2 separate regions of the Anas platyrhynchos genome follow, and region 2 is linked to region 1. A link is a contact called in public Hi-C data. All regions are on one chromosome and are shown on one strand. The core of a region is the stretch at or near the end of the contact, and the rest is flanking DNA. Distances in the headings are between cores, read along the strand shown.

Region 1 (3,977 bases), core at 641-3,140:
TGGAGCGGAGCCCACGGAGGAGGTGCTTTGGTACCTATCTCAGAAAGGGGATGAGCCCCCTAAGTATCCCTGTGAAGAAACAGGGAGCTGAATCATGTCCTGGCTCTGTGGAGGCAGAGCTCTTCTGCCATTGTGGGCTGGGGGTTTCCCTGGCCGGGGAAACGGGCTCTGCAGAGCTCTTTGGTCCTGTTGCCTCTTTCCCATCTCCTGGTCCAGCCGCCAGGCTTGGGCAAGGGAGAAGTCCTCCAGGAGCAGCACCAGCCTGCTCCTTGCGGAGGGCAGGAAGCCAGGGAGGCAAAAGAAGAAAAAGAGATGCTGATGCTCTGACTCCCCAGAGCTGCTGCTTTGCATGCCAGTGGGATGCACGTTTTAGCAATGTCTGGCAGAGTGATATTTGGAGCAGGGCCAATCCCAGCTCTGTCTGCCCTTTGCATCTCTGCTGCTGTGTTTGCAGGACTGGGGATCTGCACTGCCTTCCTGTGTGTGACCTGGTCTCTGCTGGACTATCACCAGTCCCTGCGCTCCTTCTTGCAGGACAAGTATGAGCTGAGCCTGGGCTCCTCAGTTGTCTACTTCCTGTGGAACCTCTCCCTCACCTGCCCCCGCATCCTCGTGGTCGCCCTCTTTGCCCTGCTGTGGCCCTACGGCGTCGCTATTCACTTCCTGCTCGTGTGGCTGGCGATGTTCCTCTGGGTCAGCTTGCAGGGCACAGACTTCATGGAGTCACCTGGCCCTGAGCAGCTCTACCGGGCCATTGTGGCTGTGATCCTGTACTTCAGCTGGTTCAACGTGGCTCCAGGGAGGACACTGTACCGCAGCATCATCTATCATGGCTTCATCCTGGTGGACAGCACGCTGCTGGCCCTGTCCTGGCTCTTGTGCCACTCCCCTTTGGACGAGCACTTCTACCTCATCCCAGTGGTCTCTGCTGCCCTGCCCTGCTATCTTCTGGGGCTGCTGCTGAGAGTCAGCTACTACAAGTGGCTGCACCCCAGCGCACGAGCACAGAAGCAGGGCAGCTATGATGAGGTGGATGCCAACAGGAGGACCGATGGGCTGGAGTTTCGGACTGCCTTGGAGCCGGACCTTGTGAACAGGAGGATGCAGTGCCTGGCCCAGCACCAGTTCGTGGTACCTGTCCTGGCAGAGCAGCACTTGCTGAACGGGGCTGCTGCTGCTGACGCTGCTGTCTGAGGCCGGGTCCTCCAGCTCCTCAGGAAGGAGTCCTGCCTCCTCAAAGTGGTCTGACTTGCTGGGGAGATAAGTTTGCTAGTTCTCTCGGTTATTCCTCTGTGTGCCTCAGACTGCTGTTTTGGACAGCTTGGTGCTACGTCCAGGATGCTGGAGGGGCTGGGCAGAAAGCTGGGGAGATCTGCGAGTGCCTGGCCAGTCCCACGGCACAAAGCAGGGCTCCCACTGCTTCACTGGAGGAGAGCCACAGTGCTCGGGGCGGAGGCCAGTACATTGTGAATGCACTGTTGTGTCAACCTTTCTCGTTATTTATTATTAGGCTTTTCAAAAAAAACAAAAAACAAAACAACTGTTCATCCTCTTTGTCTGTGCCTCTCTTGGTGCCTGCTGCCAAGGTTGCTCCTCATGGATGTGGCTGCTGGTAGCAGAGAGCTCATTTTCCTTGGCAGCAGCTGTGGGGTGTTTTCTGGTGTGTTTTCCCACTTCCAATGTTTTGCTGTTAAGGTCAAAAATTGCCCAGTATCAAGATGTGACTCAGAGCCCTGCTGAGAGGGGCAGAGAAGAACGTGAGGGCTCTCTGCAGCCTGGCACCCACCTGGGAGAGTGGCTGCCTTGGGAGGGCAGCGGTTGTAGGGTGCCTGCACCTCTGTAGGGTGTTATAGGGGTCCTGGGGTGGGATGCGGGGCAAGGGGGGGTCATGTAAGCAGTGGCTTCACCGCTCTGAAAACGCGAGAGCACTTTCACACAGGGCCCTGCTCACACTGCCCCTTCATGCCCTTCCCACTGTCCAGGGAGATGGGCAGTGCTGAGCTCAGCTCTCTTCAGGAGCTCAGCTCCTGTGCAGAGAGGGCACGGGACAAAGCAGCACCTGCCTGCAGAGTGGCCTGTGCTGGAGTTTCTGCAGCCCCCAGCAAGCCACTCCTCCCGCACTGGCACTTGCAGAAAGAGCTTGCGTGAGCAGGGTAAGAGGCGCTCGGGCAGCAGGCCCTGCGCTGTGCCCGTGCTCTTGTCCCTGGGGGCAGCTCAGGGCAGCCACAGCACAGCTGGGAGCTGGGGCCAGGCCCTGGGCACAGGCTGGTAGGGCTGCAGCTTGGTTCAGCACTTGTGGCTTAAATGTCACCTTACAGTCCCTTTGTAGCCATTCCTACCACCACCAACTACAGCTGTGACCAGGCTGGAACAACCCAGGGTCGGTTTCTTGGCTGTAACAGTGGCACAGGGGGGAGGGCTGGACATGGGGCTGCAGCATGGGAACTGTGGCAGAGCCTGGGCCCATTGCCCGGATACATGGTGCTTGCCCAGGCAAGCTCCAAGGCAGCTCCTGGCTCCTTCTGCTGTTGCATGGCCCACCACAGCCCCTTCCCCATCCACCCCCTGTTGCAGGAGGGGACTGGCCCATACCAGGTGCTTTGGGAAGGGCGGTGCATGGGGAGGCAGCCAGATGCAGCTGAACTGCTCCTGTCCCATGAACCTGCCACAAGATAAGCCCAGGGCAAAGGCCTGGTGCAGCAGCTGTGCTGTAGTGCCACTGGAGGAGGCTGGTTGCTGGACTTGTGCAAAAGGGAAGCGGGGGGAAAAAAGGGCAGGGTTTGTGCCTCACTACCCAAGCACAACGTGACTTATGTGGGCAGCAGAGCAGAGCCAAAGGTCATGGAACTGCACTGCTGTCTGCTGCAGGAACCCCCGGGAGAGCAGGGGCATCCAGGGGCTGTGCTGGGACCTGAGGCGCAGTCACCCAAACTCCTTTGCTGGCACTGATGGCCTCCCAGCCAGGGCCATCACCGAGGGCAGGGACCAACTGCAGGGAGGGGCTGTCAGAGAACAGACTGAAGCACTGACTATAGAAAATAAAGAAAATAAAGACTTTATTTTTTTTCCAGTTCATAGGACAGCTCCCGTTACACAGAACACAAACAGGCAACGACTGCGCAGCCAGCAGCCCCTGGGGCTCCCCTCCTTCCGCCACGCTGGGAAGTCACCGCAGAAAAGGCTGCTGCAGGCTCAGGGGGCTCCTGCTGCTTTCTGCACCACTGTAGGCTGAGGGCCAACACTGGCATTTCCCCCAGAGCATGTGGAGGCACCACACACCATGATCAGATGGTTGTTTTTTAAGACTGCATCTGCAGTTAAAAGCAGGGAGGAGGCCAGCAGCTGCTTGTGTGCACCCAGGCCAGCGGGCATTCATTCACGTAATTGGATTTATCAGCAGTTCAGCTTACAGCCAGGTCAGGAATAACAGGAGAGCAAAGAGACACAGAAGCAAATCAATGCTTGGTTCTCATGTGCTTGGCTGCCACATGAGAGAGAGGCAAAGTCTTAACATCAGCCAGCAGAGGGGGAAAAAAAATAAAATAGCCAGGTCAACCTTTATTATTAAACAAACACAGAAATGTACCATCAACCTCCTATTATAAAAGTACTTTACATACATTCAAGGAGACATCGTATAAATATCAGTATGAAATGTCACTGGCTGCAATAGGTCCACACTCAGCTAAAATTTTGCTGCCATCTTAAAGTTTCTTTAAAACATTTTAAAAGTAAACAAACACAAAGCAAAGCCTGCCAGCTTCTGGGCTGCTTGATACCTTGGTTTCAGCACTCACTGAGTGCCTGGGCAAAACACATCCTACCTCCTAGCATGAACCAACATGGCTCTCCTGCAAGCAACTTTAGACGTTAGTGAAGCAGAGAGGCCACTTGCCCATGCCAGGCAGTGGGAGGTTAAGGCACGTGTTTCCATCCCGAAGTTCAGCTGGCTGGAGTACAAGACATGTTCACAGGCA
Region 2 (4,111 bases), core at 269-2,768, 97 kb after region 1:
ATTCTATACACTACACAAGTTCAGTGGAATGAACTCCCATAATAAAAGACACACTTGTAAATGCTGAGTGGTCAGAAAAGAAACTGACAGCGTAACACCTGTAGCTGTTATACTCTCATTCAGAAAGTACTTAGCACTAATCTGCCCAATCTTCCAGTGCCATTAAACAAGAGGAGCATGTGAAAAGAATAGTTTCTACCTGCCATAAAACAGTGAAGAGAGCAAGTACATATGCACTACCCTCCTGTATTCTACAAAGCTTCAGCACTGTAATCTACATTTAGAAATTTATGTCTTTACGATGCTCGTCTCTTTACTGAATCAAATACCTGTTAGATATAGGATTTGGTACGCTATGTTCAGATAGGAGGATAAAATGTTCAGACTAACCTCAAAAGGATTCAAGTTGAAATAGGAAGATCCGGGTCTGGTCAGCCTGTCAATTTGGTTTTTTGATGTTAAAACTGAGTCTCGTTTTTCAATTTGTTTTACCTGAAGAGCAGAAGAGACCTTTATTAACTTTATTATCACAACATGCTCACCTGCTTTCCTGTGTGATCACTATACCAATTACCATCCAGTGCAACAATTTATAATACCTCTTGGATCTCCCAAACCTGTAGTTACTTTACTCAAGCAGGACATTTTTTTCAGCATATTCTACAGCATGACAGTGATTTCAACGTTACCTTTTAAAGGTAAATAATAATAATAAAAAACCACTTCTGTCCACCTCTTACATATCTTATGCTCAACTGCTGTGGCTTTGTCACCTCATTTCAGTCCTACACTTCACCAGCACTGTCATCGTGATCCCTCAGATACCTGCTGCAAAATTTTAACCCAACATCTGCAGGAGAGCCCATTAAACGTTTACTCACACCAGTGCAAGCATACAAACGCTTTATTCTACCAGCGATTATTTAATTTAGTTCAGTTTACTTTTTTTTTTTTTCCCGTTAATCTTTTTTTTTTTTTTTCCAAATAACCCCCATTAAATCGGCAGCACCCTTCCGTGGGCGATGCTGAGCTCCACACACGCCAGTCGCGCACAGGCCAAGGGGAGCAGCACAGGCTGAGGGGCAGGGGCAGGGGCAGGGGCAGGGCCGCGCACTCCCTGCGCCCCGCGCGGCCCCCCCGGCCCGGCCCGGCCCGGCCCCAGCGACGCCCCCAGCCCCTCCCTTCCCTTCCCTTCCCTTCCCTTCCCTTCCCTTCCCTTCCCTTCCCTTCGCTTCCCTTCCCGGCCGGGCCGGGCCGGGCCACCCCCCCCGGCCGTCAGGCGGGCGCCGCCGCGCCGCCAATGCCCCGGCGCGGGCAGGAGAGCGTCTCCGCGAGGCGGCGGCGGGGCGGGCAGGGCCCGGTACCTCGTTGTAGAAGGTGAGGAACGCCTCCTCGGCGGCGCCCCCCGCCCCGCGCTCCCCCGGAGCCGCCATGGCCAGCACCGCGTGACGCCACGCGCGCGCCCGAGCGCGACGCTGAGGCCGAGCGGCGAAGGCGGCGCCCCCCGGCACGTGACCGCCGCGGCGCAGCCATGGCGACGGGCCCCGCCCCGCGCACGGCGGGGGAGGGGGGGGCGGGGCCGCGCGGAGCTCCCTCAGGCGGCCGCGGGCGGCGCGCCCGGCCCCTCCCTCCTGGGGTGCCGTGGACGTGCCTGGGCCGGGCGCGGCGTCGGCCCCGCCCCCGCGCGCCGCTGCCTCGTCCGCGCGGCGGCCCAAGGGCAGGCGGCCATGGCGGCGGCAGTGGCGCTGCGGGGCGGCCTGCGCGGGGCTCTGGTGGCGCAGCAGCAGCGCGCCTGGAGCTCGGGCTCGGGCGCCGACCAGGTGGGGGCGGCGGGCCGGGGCGGCGGGGGTCGCGCGGCCGCCGTCCCCTCACCGCTGTCTTTCCTCGCAGCTGGGCGAGCTGGGCAAAGGCGCCGGGAAGGGCGGCGGCGGCGGCGGCGCCATCCGCGAGGCCGGCGGCGCCTTCGGCAAGAAGCAGGCGGCCGAGGAGGAGCGGTACTTCAGGTGAGCGCGGGTGCGGCCGGGCCTGCCGGGGGTCTGCCTCGCCCCGCACGGCCCGGCCCGGCCCGGCCCGGCCCGGTCGGTCACCGGCCGTGTGCGAGGCCGAAGCCTGGCCTCCGCCCTCCCCCCCTCCACACACACACTCCTAGCACGGCGCCGGGGCGTTGTGCTGCCCACGGGTGTGCGCTGCCGTGACCGGGAGCTGCCGGGCATCTCGTGGCGTGCTTTCTTGCAGGGAAAAGGAGAGGGAGCAGCTCGCTGCCTTGAGGAAGCACCATGAGGAAGAGATCGATCACCACAAGAAAGAGATAGAGCGACTGCAGAAAGAAATCGAGCGTCATAAGTATAAGATCAAGAAGCTTAAAGATGATGACTAAGCTGTCGCTACTGCTGAGTTCTGTTTGCCTTGTATGGCCACTACTTATTACGGTGTAAAACAGCATCGAAGACTGTATGCTTTGGCCAAAGTGATCCAAATTTGTCCTATTGTACTGTGGTCTGCAACAATGTCAAATAAACTACTCAGTCTCTCTCTTCTGCTCAGTAACTGTTTAATTAAAAAAAAATCTACTGTGTGATTTTAAACGTCATAGTTCTTCTGAAAAAGTATAGTCATAGAATTACAGAATATCCGGAGTTGGAAGGGATCCATAAGGATCATCAAGTCCAATTCCTGGCACCACGCAGGTCTACCCCAAATTCTAGACCACGTGACTAAATGCACAGTCCAAACACTTCTTTAATTCAGACAGGCTTGGTGCAGTGACTACTGCCATGGGGAGCCTATTCCAGTGTGCGACCACCCTCTCGGTGAAGAACATTTTCCTGATGTCTAGCCTAAAGTAGACAAAAACCATCATTGTTCTTCTGTTCTTAAGTAGGCAGTCCTGTATATAACTTTACAATTTTATTTATTTATTTTTAAAGAAATGACCATGGGTTGTTAGTGCACTAACTTTACTGTTAAAACTGCAAGAAAAGTAGAAAAACGTGAAAAGGTATTTGTGTAGAGACTTGTTAACACAGAAATAACTTCCTAAAGAAAATTCATTTAGGGTCGTGCAGGGAGAAGACAGTGTAGTAGACTACAGTAGCAGAGTGTGAATAAAAGGTTATTTTGTTGCACTTAGCGATTAGTGCCATAAACAAATGGAAAAAAAACACTTCTAAATCATGGTGATTTGACTTGGGGTTGTGCAAATTTCTGGAGCAACGCAGCTGAAATACTTCTACATAAATGTTACTTTCTCCAAAGACTTTTTTTCCAAATGGTGGTTTTCTTTCTGTAGTTCTGGGTGTTTCTTATACAAGTCTTCTTTCAAACAAAGATGAATTAAGGTGCATCATACACAGGTTCAGTCACATGAGATTTCCTTACAAGAAATCAGCAAGATACCTACTGAAACAGTGTGGTCTTATTTCACTGAGCCCTGAAAATAAGGGGATTGTATGTAATAAGAATGGATGCGTAAGAAAATAGGCTTTCCTTCCTCACCTTTACTGCCTTCCCTGTTAAATTTGCCTGAACAGGCTTGTAATTTCTATCACTGCTAAAAAGCCCCCCTATGTTAAAGTAAATTAAACTGTCAAGTGTTGCAATGAAGCTGGACTAGGGGATTATGTAGCTAGCTCCATCTTTTCTGGGACAGCAGAAGGCAAATGGGAGCCTTTAGTATAGAAGGTGCTTAGACAAAGGTAGAGCCAGCTGGTTGACCATGTCACAGCTTCATAGAATCATAGAATATCCTGAGTTGGAAGGGACCCTTAAGGATCATCAAGTCCAACTCCTGACACCGCACAGGTCTACCCAAAAGTTCAGCCCATGTGACTAAGTGCACAGTCCAATCTCTTCTTAAATTCAGACAGGCTCGGTGCAGTGACCACTTCCCTGGGGAGCCTGTTCCAGTGTGCAACCACCCTCTCCGTGAAGAACCCCCCCCGATGTCAAGCCTAAACTTCCCCTGCCTCAGCTTAACCCCGTTCCCGCGGGTCCTGTCGCTGGTGTTAATGGAGAAAAGGTCTCCTGCCTCTCGACACCCCCTTACGAGGAAGTTGTAGACTGCGATGAGGTCTCCCCTCAGCCTCCTCTTCTCCAGGCTGAACAGGCCCAG

Evidence for each region. A called contact is a pair of places that touch in the nucleus more often than the background predicts.
Region 2: a contact with region 1 is called in a Hi-C map of subcutaneous adipose tissue, with 2.2 times the contacts expected there. The contact joins the promoter of DNAJC8 here to the enhancer-like site in region 1. A contact is called at or near these places in 2 of 8 Hi-C or Micro-C datasets (skeletal muscle and subcutaneous adipose tissue).

The regions. Positions count from the first base shown.
Region 1 is chr24:7,037,266-7,041,242 of IASCAAS_PekinDuck_T2T, forward strand. XKR8 (XK related 8) reads left to right here. Exons shown (of 3, transcript XM_027443730.3): 3 at 455-1,545. The coding sequence ends at 1,194. It overlaps EYA3 (EYA transcriptional coactivator and phosphatase 3), which reads right to left. Exons shown (of 17, transcript XM_027443729.3): 17 at 3,040-3,977. Among named protein-coding and RNA genes, the nearest start is that of XKR8, 3.8 kb to the left of the region's middle. Within about 2 kb of position 1,891, at least 3 of the 8 cell types and tissues checked have an H3K27ac peak or open chromatin away from gene starts, as enhancers often do.
Region 2 is chr24:7,134,420-7,138,530 of IASCAAS_PekinDuck_T2T, forward strand. It overlaps DNAJC8 (DnaJ heat shock protein family (Hsp40) member C8), which reads right to left and starts at 1,519. Exons shown (of 9, transcript XM_027443735.2): 1 at 1,365-1,519; 2 at 391-492. The coding sequence starts at 1,433. ATP5IF1 (ATP synthase inhibitory factor subunit 1) reads left to right here and starts at 1,656. Exons shown (of 3, transcript XM_027443736.3): 1 at 1,656-1,820; 2 at 1,891-2,003; 3 at 2,236-2,532. The coding sequence starts at 1,728. The coding sequence ends at 2,377.